4 separate regions of the Zea mays genome follow, and regions 2, 3 and 4 are each linked to region 1. A link is a contact called in public Hi-C data. All regions are on one chromosome and are shown on one strand. The core of a region is the stretch at or near the end of the contact, and the rest is flanking DNA. Distances in the headings are between cores, read along the strand shown. Region 1 holds the start of LOC100383412. Region 2 holds the start of LOC100279593. Region 3 holds the start of LOC100191947 (proteasome C9 1). Region 4 holds the start of LOC100502278 (Ribonucleoside-diphosphate reductase).

Region 1 (3,047 bases), core at 400-2,899:
ACAAATGTCAAGTATATCCATCTAAATACCATTACAAAATTTCTAGCATTATTTAACTGTCCATTCAACACACCAAAGATAATTGGATAAAGTAGTAACATTAGGACAGTACTACATAGCACACTATATTTTCCATTACATGGTCATTAAATTGTCGTTGAGTCTTTTATGACATTATGACCTAAAATGTTGTTAAATAGTAAAAAAGATAGATGACTAAAGTCCAAGTTCATGCTTGGGCTAAGTTTATATTGGGTATTTTATATCCACAGGTTAACGGGTACGTGTGAAGGTGGAACATTTTAATACTCGTTTACCCATTGGGTGAAGATTTTTGCCCAATAACAGACCCACATGTAGAATATTTAGCCCACATACATACCCTAATAGAGTAAATACCCATCGGGTTAACGAGTATGGGTGAAGGTGGAACATTTTAATACCCGTTTACCCATTGGGTGAAGATTTTGTCCAATAACAGACCCACGAGTAGAATATTTAGCCCATATATATACCTAATAGAGTAAATATCCATCGGGTATCGGGTCGCGGGTACCCATTGCCATCACTAAGATGTGGTATTACCATCTTTTGAGCCTTGTAACATAATGGTATGTGAAAGCTAGAAGTGCGTTCGACTCGCCAAAATAGTTGAATCTATAGAGATAAAATACTATCCAAGCTGTAGCCATAGTTGGATTAAAGTCACATCGAAGCCATGTATTCTGCTCCGTCAACGATAATTATTTTAATGTGGCCCATCCCTATCAAATGTGGATAAAAAGTCAGAACAAAGAGTAGTTTTTCCATAAAAATAAATAAACCCAAATGGAAAGAGAAGGCGACCGACCGTCCATTGCATTCCCATCTTACTTTTTCTTTCCTTCTTTCTCACCAAACAAAACCAAACCAAAAACCGATGGAATGAAAAGTCGTATTCCATTCAGTTTTTGTCTACTAACTAGGGTTTGCCGCGGATCCGGTCCCTCCTCCACTAACATAAGTCGCCATCCCCGCCGCTGCAGTTCGAGCTCCGACCGGTCCCACGCCGGATCTACCCGGTGTCGTCCTCGACTTTCGCCGTTAGTCCCCTCAAGGAAAGGAAAGAAGGAGAGGGATGACGTGGTTCCGCGCCGCATCGGGTGCCGCCCGCCTCGCCCTCCGCCGCAGCCTCGCCACCCGCACGCCGCCAGCCGCCGCCACCCGATGCGGCCGCTGCTTCCACTCCACCGCTATGCGTCCCCGCTCCGCCGCCCCCGTGCCCCGGGCCGTCCCGCTCTCGCGCCTCTCTGACAGCTTCCTCGACGGTACCAGCAGCGTCTACCTCGAGGAGCTCCAGCGGACCTGGGAGGCTGACCCTTCCTCCGTCGACGAGTCATGGGACAACTTCTTCCGCAACTTCGTCGCCCAGGCCTCTCCTTCCGCCGGCGTCTCCGGCCAGACCATCCAGGAGAGCATGCAGCTCCTCCTCCTCGTCAGGGCCTACCAAGTCAACGGCCACATGATGGCCAAGCTCGACCCCCTGGGCCTCGACGACAGAGCCGTCCCCGAAGATCTCCGCCTCGGCCTCTACGGCTTCACAGAGGCCGACCTCGATAGGGAGTTCTTCCTCGGCGTCTGGAGGATGTCCGGTTTTCTCTCCGAGAACCGCCCCGTGCTCACACTCCGTGAGATCCTCAACAAGCTCCAGCAGGCATACTGTGGACCCATCGGCTACGAGTACATGCACATCCCTGATAGAGACAAGTGCAACTGGCTCAGGGAAAAGATCGAGACTGCCAAGCCCAAGGAATATAACAAGGACCGCCGCCTTGTCATGCTTGACAGGCTTATCTGGAGCACCCAGTTTGAGAATTTCCTAGCCACCAAGTGGGCCACCGCCAAGAGGTTTGGCCTTGAGGGTGGTGAGACGCTCATCCCTGGCATGAAGGAGATGTTCGATAGGGCTGCTGACCTCGGTGTTGAGAACATTGTCATCGGTATGCCGCATAGGGGAAGGCTCAATGTCCTTGGTAATGTCGTTCGCAAGCCACTGTCTCAGATATTCAGCGAGTTCACTGGCGGCACAAGGCCTGTTGAAGGCGAAGATGGTCTCTACACCGGAACTGGTGATGTCAAGTACCACCTGGGTACCTCCTATGATCGCCCAACTCGAGGCGGCAACAGGATCCATTTGTCCTTGGTTGCCAATCCCAGCCATCTGGAAGCCGTTGATCCTGTTGTCATTGGCAAGACGCGTGCTAAGCAGTTCTACTCCAATGATGCTGACAGGACAAAGAACATGGGTATTCTGATCCACGGAGATGGCAGCTTTGCTGGCCAGGGTGTGGTCTATGAGACACTCCATCTAAGTGCCCTCCCAAACTACACTACTGGTGGAACCATTCATATTGTTGTCAATAACCAAGTTGCCTTTACGACTGATCCAAGAGCTGGCAGGTCCTCCCAGTACTGCACAGATGTTGCCAAAGCCCTGAATGCTCCTATATTCCATGTAAATGGCGACGATTTAGAGGCTGTTGTTTGTGTTTGTGAGCTTGCAGCGGAGTGGCGCCAGACTTTCCACTCCGATGTGGTGGTTGATCTGATTTGCTACCGCCGTTTCGGGCATAACGAAATTGATGAACCTTCCTTCACACAGCCAAAAATGTATCAGGTAACCCTATCACTACTGGTTCATATTGTTTTTGTATGTTATTTTTACATTTTCTCATAAGTTGGTACTTGACACATTTGCAGCTCTTAATTCATTCTTGTTTTTTATAAGCTGGCTGCGCTTGTGCATATATTTCTGCTAACTCATTGTCCAATTTCTTATGCTGTTCTGTTTTGTTGTTTCTTGGAGGAAAGCTAATTAAGTTGGTTGTTTTAGAACTAACAAAAGAAATAAAAACATATTTTGTTCTCTCTATCTCCCCCCTCCATTCTCAATGTGTTTAGCGCGTTGCTGAACCCTGATGACCGATGAGCATTATCTGTGACAGGTCATTAAGAACCATCCCAGCTCATTGAAGCTTTATGAGCAGAAACTGCTAGGAACGGGTGAA
Region 2 (3,018 bases), core at 36-2,535, 270 kb before region 1:
TTCCCTTGGTAGATGGATTTGAAGTGTCGGTCATTGTTTGCTTACTCTGTATAAATGCGTATTTGATTGAGGACCTTCGGTCATTTCATCGTGTTACAGGTGGGAGAAGATGAAATCGAAGAGCTCTCAAGTTCCTCCCAGGTTTGTTGCTAGATACGCATCGTGTTGTTTGTTACTTGTAGGCATTTTAGCAGCGGGTTTCCTTACAAGAAACCGCGCATCATGGTGCCTGATATTTTGAGCACAAACAAAGGCTGTGTGTGCTTATCTATGTGATTGCAAATGGTACAGGATAACGACGCAGATGATGATAGTGACGAGGACTGGGCCGAATAATGCGATGGTACAGACGACGGATAGGTTGGGCCGTTGGGGAAGCATATGCATAATTGATGTGCGGCTGAAGAGAAGGATGGATTGGGGGATGGCACAGAAACTGCCTGTTTTCATGGACTGGTTTGGCTGGTCATGTCTGACGACGGATCTAGAATATGGAATATCCTGATCTGTTGTCAAGCTGAGTCCATGAAACGTTGGTTGATGAAACATTAGTTAGTCAGAAGCGGGTTTGTTTGTAGTTAGGAACTAGGAACACACACACCCGAGGTTGTGATGGGGTTGCATACTTGGACTAGCCATTCCCATTCATCTGTCTGTACTCTGTTCGACTGTTCCTTTGTGTGGCTCACACCTGTTGTGTTTCTGATGGTGGTCATTTCTCCAGCCAGGGGCAAAGAACACACTGCGTTTCGCTGATCCTTTAATTCAGACCCATAGTCCTTTTTTTTCTTCAGCACATTCTGATGTGGCTCTTTGTATTGCAGACTGTATCATGGTATCAGATTGGTTTCGACTTGAAACCCCTCTCTCTTCATTACGCGTGTTTCTGATCTTCTTGTTTTGGAGTCAGATCAGATCGGAAGCAGGAGAGGAGAATATCCGAGATAGATACCCTTTCCAAGAGGAGAGATTCCGCGGGGATTCTGAGTAGCCTTCGGAGTTCGGAGCGGTGGGGCTGGGGCGTGCGGGCGCGGACCGGCCTCACCTCCCTTCCCCTATTTTGGTCCTCCTCCCTCCCCTTGCGTTCACAGGCCCTATATAACATTAGCTAGATTCCTCCTCCCTCCTTCCTCACGGCTGCTGCTGCCCTGCCCTGCCCTGGTACGCGTCCCTCCCCTCTCCTCGTTTCTTGCTTGCACGCGCGCGCCGTGAATCGCCACATCCCCATATCCGTACCTACCCCCACGCGTTTTCATTCAACCAATCCAATCTCTTCCCGGCCCCCTCTGCTCTGCAATCTCCCTCCCGTGAGGGAGGTGGTGGGGTTCCTGCTTTCCTGGAACAAGCAAATCCTTGCTTGCCGGTTCGTCTCCCGACGATGGTGGGAGACGAAAGCAAAAGAGAAAGCGCCGTCCTTTTTCCGCCCGCCGCCTCGCTTTCAATTCCCCACCGCCCTCCCGTGCCTACTTTCGTTTTCCCTTTCTTTTTTTCTTCTCGCTTTTCCCCTTCTCCTACGCCTCTGCAAATTGCCGTATGCATAGTCTGATTTCTTCTTTTTCTTTACTATGATAGACTTGCTCAATGTTTCTTCTCCTTCTGAATTCTAATGGCTTGCTCAATGTTTTCTTTAACTTCTTCTAAATTCTAGTTTGTTTTTTTCCTACATACATATGCAGGAGTAAGGAAGCCGACACCACTTGGAGTTGCTGCCAACTACCGGGCTCGGCTGTCAAATTCTCTATCTGGCAGCCAGCCCGTGTCCAATTCCAACTCCACCGGTGGTAAACCATCGACAGCAGGAGCAGGGAGGTAAACCATCTTCTGCTCTGCCGTATTGTTGACCATGACAAAGACACATGATTCTTCGGTCCCACTCTTGGGGTCAAATGTGAAACACATAAATAATGTGGCAGACAACACTTTGTTCCAAGTCCCAGTTTGGCTACACACCACATGATTCTTCTTCTTTTCTTCAAAAAGAAACAAATAAAAAAAATTCAGTTTATGCAACTAACCCTTGTTGTTCCTGTGAATCAGGGCAGGCTGCACAAGAAAAGAGCATCATTCCTGCTGATCGGCTCGGCTCCACTCCACCCCGAATAAAATGGCTTCCTTCTCGGGACATCTCCACCGCCCCCTGTCCGCCATGGCCGTGGCCGCCTTCGCCGCCGTCTCCTCCCACGAGCTTCCCGACAAGCTGTCCCACCACAGGCTTCCTGATGCCAGCACAGGCACGGACGCGCTCGCCTCGCTTCCATTGACCAGGTCAGATGTTCCCGCAGCGCCTTCGGCATCTGCCCTTTCTGGCGCGCAGCTATTGCCACGGGACCTCCACAGCTTGCGTCTGCTGAAGGCGCCCTTCGCGTCTGTGCCGGTCATGCAGACGGTGTACCAGTACGCCAACTTTGCCAAAACCTCGGGACAGGCCGATGCGATGCCTGCAATTCCTTCCTCGCCGTCCGATGTGCTGTACCGCTGGCACCTGCCAGACCCCAGGGTCTATGCCGACTTCCCTGACAAGTCTCAGACGGTCGTGGTCCTTCTTGGTTGGTTGGGCTCAAGGCAGAAGCACCTCAAGAGATATGCCGATTGGTACACCTCCAGGGGCTTCCATGTCGTCACTTTCACCCTCCCGATGTCTGACATTCTCAGTTATAACCTTGGAGGGAAGGCTGAGAAGAACGTTGAGATGCTATCTGAACATATTGCTGACTGGGTCAGGGAGGAGAGTGGGAAGAAGATTATTTTCCACACCTTCAGTAATACTGGTTGGCTTTGGTACGGTACACGTTCTCTCCTGGATTTCGTTCTTGAGTGAATAATGAGCTCTCATCATGGTTCTTATTAATTTCTTCATTGTAGTTATGGCGTAATTCTGGAGAACTTGCAACAGCATGATCCTTCAGCAGTGGACAAAATTAAAGCTTGTGTAGTAGACTCAGCACCTGTTGCTGCACCTGATCCTCAGGTACAGATTTAGTGATCAACAGGAGCTATCCGCTATTATTCAGAACTTGT
Region 3 (3,028 bases), core at 275-2,774, 480 kb after region 1:
CTCTTCACCTTTTTGTCCTTCTCTTGCCTTTCCATCTCTACTGACAAGGGGAGAAGGTGTTATTACTTTAATTGTGTTGCTCTGTTATGGTTCCTTGTAGGAGCTTTAATAGGTGACCAACACCACCATTATCATCAATCTTATCAAGTGAACTTGTGGTAGATACATCATTATCATCACTTGACCTTTAACTTGAGGTGGATCACTTATTGATGACCTCCTTGTTATCAATGTTCTCATCATCATCTTGTACATCCATGCACTTATCATCAACAAATATGATCCTTCCATTTTTACTATAAAGATACGACAATATGTCATGGGCGGTCTCCTTTGTGCATGATCTCCTTGAACACCTTATCACTTAGTCATTGATATAGATTGTTAGTAGTTTAGTGTTCAAGATGTAAATAGTTATTTTTCGATTAGGTGAGATCTTTCCTTTTCTAATCAAAGGGTATGAGAAAATTCTACGCTCACGACACACTAGAATTTTGCATCAACAACAAAGAAACAATAACTCACAAAACCTTTCCACTATGCAAAGTGTGTGCCACAAAAAATGTGTGGAGCACAAGTAACCTCTAGCCCTTTTAGCTGCCAGCCTACTTACTCTCGGATCAATTAAGACCACTAAATAAGAAATCAGAGCCTGATACCATTTATAGGGTCAAGATGCCAGACTAGAGGTAGACTAGACGAGGTGAACAGTACTTTCAAAAACTAATTACGTTGACTAATTAAAATAAATATAGAATTAATACAATTTGGTCTAGCGAATACTACACACCTCTGTCTATCACAACCATCTTACAAAAGATCCTAATCGAAGCAACTAAGGTGTCGAGCTAGTGAGACATCATCTACGCAAGTCTAGTTAGCAAGATTACACAAACCTACGTAGCTAGCAATCTAAATATTCCATGACTATATGTTCTAAATACACGAGCGTGCCCCTTACAAGAGACCTGTAGAGACAGGTGTGGCCACGTGACAAGAGCGCATCCTTCAAGCGCGCTGTTGGAGCACGGTCAGTGAGAACACAACAACTTAGCTCTAGGCACGTCCATGAATATACCACTTCAGGCAAGCAAGGCATGAAGATGATGGGTATGACCAGCTAGGACGATGGTAAACACCATCGACTAGATAAGGGGCGAGTGTAATCAATTAGCGTGGTCGACCGGTGAGCAGGGTGGTGCAAGGCACAACCGATGGCTATGGCTAGATAAGCGTGAGAAGAAATAAGAGATAGAATGACAAAAAGTAAGAATAAACCAATATGCTAGATTTGTTAATTTGAGTTGATGCAATTTAATCGAAGTAAAGCTGACAATTTTACTATCTTCACTAAATTTGAGTTGATGTAATTTAATCGAACGTCTAGATTTATTAATTTAATAAATTTAGATTTTTATGTGTAATCTGACAATTTTTAGTGAAGTAAAGCTGTTTTTACCGAATCTGAATTTGAATCTGGAGCTGGTTAGCTTCTGCCGAGTCGCTCCCCCTTCCAGGGTCTCAAACGCAAACCCCAATCTCGGCGTCACCGCCCCAAATCTAGCAAACGGAAATCCCATCTCGCCGCCGCCGCGATGTCTCGCCGCTATGACAGTCGCACGACGATCTTCTCGCCGGAGGGGCGTCTCTACCAGGTGGAGTACGCGATGGAGGCGATCGGCAACGCCGGGTCAGCCCTCGGGATCCTGGCGGCCGACGGCGTAGTCCTGGTCGGCGAGAAGAAGGTGACCTCCAAGCTCCTCCAGACCTCCCGCTCCGCCGAGAAGATGTACAAGATCGACTCCCACCTGGCGTGCGCTGTGGCAGGGATCATGTCCGACGCCAACATCCTCATCAACACCGCCCGCCTCCACGCCCAGCGCTACGCGCTCTCCTACCAGGAGCCCATCCCCGTCGAGCAGCTCGTCCAGTCCCTCTGCGACACCAAGCAGGGTTACACCCAGTTTGGTGGCCTCCGCCCCTTTGGGGTCTCCTTCCTATTCGCCGGTTGGGACAAGCACCACGGTTTCCAGCTCTACATGAGCGACCCATCTGGCAACTACGGCGGGTGGAAGGCCGCCGCTGTTGGGGCCAACAGCCAGGCCGCGCAGTCCATGCTCAAGCAGGACTACAAGGACGCCTTGACCCGCGAGGAGGCCGTCGGTCTCGCGCTCAAGGTCCTCAGCAAGACCATGGACTCCACCAGCTTGACTGCCGAGAAGCTGGAGCTGGCCGAGGTATTTCTGCAGCCCGACACCGGGGAGGTACAGTACCAGGTGTGCTCTCCTGAGGCGCTGGGGAAGCTGCTTGCAAACTCCGGCCTGACACAGCCAACACCCGAGGCATAATGTACTGGTTTGCAGTGGCATGTGATGCCTTCTACTGCTCTTAGACATGGTTTAAGCAGTTATGCTTCTGTTGTGTGAACTTAAATATTCGACAATTATGTGTTCTATTTTTGTGTTGAGCATCCTTGATCCGTTAATGTTTCATCTGTAATAGTGCATTGCATTGAATTGGTTGCAAATTGTTGATCTCTATCTGCTCTGCTTTATTGTTGTCACGATTATGGAGCATGTGGATGTTGGACAGTGGAACAGGGGAAGGTAGGTTCAGGTCTACTAGGGCAATTTGAGGCACCTGGATGATGCTTAGTAAACATGGGAAATTGTTGAGATTAGGACTTGTGACAGGCAAGTGCACATGACTAAGTTGAGATCGTATATGCCACTAAACTTCTGGTGATTTTAATCCTATGGATGATGCTACTACTATCATCAATTGTGCTTAGTTAACCATGCAAATGGTAGGTTCTTCTGGGTATAAGACATTTTGACTTCTCAAGATACATTCCCTAGGCATAGTGTATATCTAAATAGTAGATACATGATAAATGTTATGTATCTATAAAAGCTAAAATGTCTTATGATTTGGTACGGAGGTAGTATATGCTTCTGCTGTGCTTGAATTGTTGTTTGTGGTCATATAATTGTTTAACCAAAATCAAGGTTCATGTCAGTGTTTTCGG
Region 4 (2,812 bases), core at 211-2,710, 360 kb after region 1:
GATACTCTTGGATTGAAGTGGTTTGGAGGGATTAGAGGGTATTTAAATCCTCAATAGGTCAAAAACTCTCACGATACATCTCAATCCACTCCATTCTCTCTTATTCCTAGAGTACCCAAACAAAGCCTTAATCCACTGCAACACGGATACTAGTTGGATAAACGACACCACCACACGATGGATTTAAAGGGAATGAAGGCCAGGACACCCGGAATCGAGCGGATCCATGGTGAACTAGATGGAGCTATAGGTGTACATTTGGGCCGGGCCTGATGGGCCGGCCCGAAGCACGAAAAAAAAGCACGGCTCAGGCACGACACGAAATATTTTAGTGCCGTCCGGCACGGCCCGATATATCGGGCTGGGTTTGGGCCGAGGTCACGGCCCATGGGCGGGCACGAGCACGACCCGTTTAAGGCAGACACGAAATGGCCCATATAGAGGCACGAAAAGACCCATATATTTATTAAAATCACACTTCATTCCACACTTTCATTTACTTGATAAAGAACACAAAGCTATAGATAATGTTAGTTAAATATTTTTTGTAGCTTTGAATTAGAGTATGTGATGTAATTTTATTTTTTGTTATGAACATTAGATAATAAACTGAACTTACGAACTTTATTTAGAGCTGATTATACTCTTTTTCTTTCTAACAAAATGATTTGTAAACGAGGTAGTTATTGCATAGCTCTAGTAACTTAATACAAATATTAAGTTTGCTTTTGGTCAAATTTATTTGTCTTATCTTTTATTTGTTTTATTAAATTTGTTTTGAATTTCGGGCCCTGATGTGAATTTCGGGCCAAAAACTGAATTTCGGACCCTAATGTGAATTTCAGGCTTTTATAATTTCGGGCCGCCCGAAATAAGCCCGACACGTTTAAGCAATTACGGGCCGGGCCATAGGCCGAGGGCTAGGCCCATGGGCCGGCCCTGCACGGCCTGAAATTCAAACGAGTCGGACCGGCTTGAAATTCAAACAATACGGGCCTTTTCAGACTTGATTCGGACCGGGCCGGGCCGGGCGGCCCGAATATACACCTATAGATGGAGCAGCCACTCAAATAGAGGTGAAAAGAGTCAGATGCGCAAGAAGCGGTCAGCACACCGCCGTCCGAGCTCGCCTCCCCTTGCGAGGCCCTCTGAGCCTCCCGGCTCGTGGCAGATCGTGGGAGGCTGGGCTGTTTGCCTTTGGGCCTTATTGCCAAGCACGGTCAGCACCCTTTTATTTTTTTATGTCTATTTCTGCTGCCGTTTTTAGTTGGAAAATAAAGGAAAAATCCTCCAAATAGACAACAATCCAAACCCATACATTTTCTTCTCCAGCGCGCATAAAAAAAAACCTCCACCTCCAGCTCCGCTTCATTACTTACTCTTTGCCTCTTTCCGCGCCGCGAAGGCGTTTAAATCCGCCCCCAAACCCTACTGCCCCCCTCCCATCCCTGCCCCTCCCCCCGCCCCACCTCAATACAATCCTCTGCTCGCGTTCTCTCGTCCCGGCGGCGGCGTAGGCGCGCGCACCAGGTGTTCGACGGGAGTTTTCGCCACCGCGGAAGATGTACGTGGTCAAGCGGGACGGCCGCCAGGAGACAGTGCACTTCGACAAGATCACGGCGCGCCTCAAGAAGCTCAGCTACGGCCTTAGCCAGGACCACTGCGACCCGGTGCTCGTCGCGCAGAAGGTCTGCGCGGGGGTCTACAAGGGCGTCACCACCAGCCAGCTCGACGAGCTCGCCGCCGAGACCGCGGCGGCCATGACTGCGTCCCACCCCGACTACGCCTCGGTGAGGAACCCACCGTGAAATCCCCCCTTGGTTTCAACTCTCATGTCTGTCTTTGTTGTCCTGACGTGGGGTTGGTTTCCTCTCTTCTCTATCGTGATTCGTGAAGTTGGCGGCGAGGATTGCTGTGTCTAACCTGCACAAGAACACAAAGAAGTCCTTCTCGGAGACGTAAGTGGCAGCTCAATTTGGTTTAATTTCATTCATTCATATTGTCAGGGTGAAGGCTGGATTAGTTGGATTGGGTTGTGAGTTGGAATGTGGCCGTTGTGGATGCAGGATTAAGGACATGTACAGGCACTTTAACGAGAGGTCTGGGCTGATGGCCCCTCTGGTCGCTGAAGATGTTTATGAAATCATCATGAATGTGAGATTCTAGTTGCTCCTGGCACATTTCTGACAGAGCATCTGTGTAGATAATGCCGATGTGTTTCTGGCAGTTGAATTTACTGTTGCATTCCTTTTTTTATTAAGGTTGTTTATCTCATACAGTAAATCTGTTGTGCCCTTCACTCACCTTGATGTAAATTGGCCCTCATATCGCTCCAAATGCTGTTACATTTCAGAATGCTGCTCGCTTGGACAGTGAAATAATTTATGATAGGGATTTCGACTATGACTACTTTGGCTTCAAAACTCTGGAGAGGTCTTACCTCTTGAAGCTTGGTGGGAAGGTCGTTGAAAGGCCTCAGCACATGCTGATGAGGGTTTCAGTGGGAATACACAAGGAAGACATTGAGTCTGCCATTAGGACGTACCATCTGATGTCCCAGCGCTGGTTTACACATGCATCACCAACACTTTTCAACGCTGGCACACCGAGGCCCCAAGTACTGTCTTGCTTCCTGCCAGACGATGTCATTGTGGGTTGAAATTGTTTACTTACTGTTTCTTTTCTGTGATGCAGTTAAGCAGCTGTTTTCTTATATGCATGAAAGATGACAGCATTGAGGGAATCTATGAAACCCTGAAGGAGTGTGCTGTAATAAGCAAATCAGCTGGAGGAATTGGTGTCTCAGTTCATA

The links. A called contact is a pair of places that touch in the nucleus more often than the background predicts.
Region 2: a Hi-C map of tassel shows a contact between it and region 1, with 2.4 times the contacts expected there. The contact joins the promoter of LOC100279593 here to the promoter of LOC100383412 in region 1. A contact is called at or near these places in 2 of 25 Hi-C or Micro-C datasets (ear and tassel).
Region 3: a contact with region 1 is called in a Hi-C map of endosperm, with 2.8 times the contacts expected there. The contact joins the promoter of LOC100191947 here to the promoter of LOC100383412 in region 1. A contact is called at or near these places in 3 of 25 Hi-C or Micro-C datasets (ear, endosperm and tassel).
Region 4: a contact with region 1 is called in a Hi-C map of ear, with 4 times the contacts expected there. The contact joins the promoter of LOC100502278 here to the promoter of LOC100383412 in region 1. A contact is called at or near these places in 3 of 25 Hi-C or Micro-C datasets (ear and leaf).

The regions. Positions count from the first base shown.
Region 1 is chr6:91,058,717-91,061,763 of Zm-B73-REFERENCE-NAM-5.0, reverse strand. It overlaps LOC100383412, which reads left to right and starts at 1,649. Exons shown (of 8, transcript NM_001176065.1): 1 at 1,649-2,656; 2 at 2,985-3,047. The coding sequence starts at 1,724.
Region 2 is chr6:91,333,117-91,336,134 of Zm-B73-REFERENCE-NAM-5.0, reverse strand. LOC100279593 reads left to right here and starts at 1,285. Exons shown (of 6, transcript NM_001152590.1): 1 at 1,285-1,809; 2 at 2,038-2,265; 3 at 2,384-2,778; 4 at 2,863-2,968. The coding sequence starts at 2,435. It overlaps LOC100280291, which reads left to right. Exons shown (of 11, transcript NM_001153218.1): 10 at 100-141; 11 at 292-795. The coding sequence ends at 336.
Region 3 is chr6:90,582,848-90,585,875 of Zm-B73-REFERENCE-NAM-5.0, reverse strand. LOC100191947 (proteasome C9 1) reads left to right here and starts at 1,524. Exons shown (of 1, transcript NM_001137371.1): 1 at 1,524-2,496. The coding sequence starts at 1,596. The coding sequence ends at 2,348.
Region 4 is chr6:90,697,489-90,700,300 of Zm-B73-REFERENCE-NAM-5.0, reverse strand. LOC100502278 (Ribonucleoside-diphosphate reductase) reads left to right here and starts at 1,460. Exons shown (of 17, transcript NM_001363257.1): 1 at 1,460-1,790; 2 at 1,897-1,958; 3 at 2,067-2,154; 4 at 2,354-2,617; 5 at 2,695-2,812. The coding sequence starts at 1,563.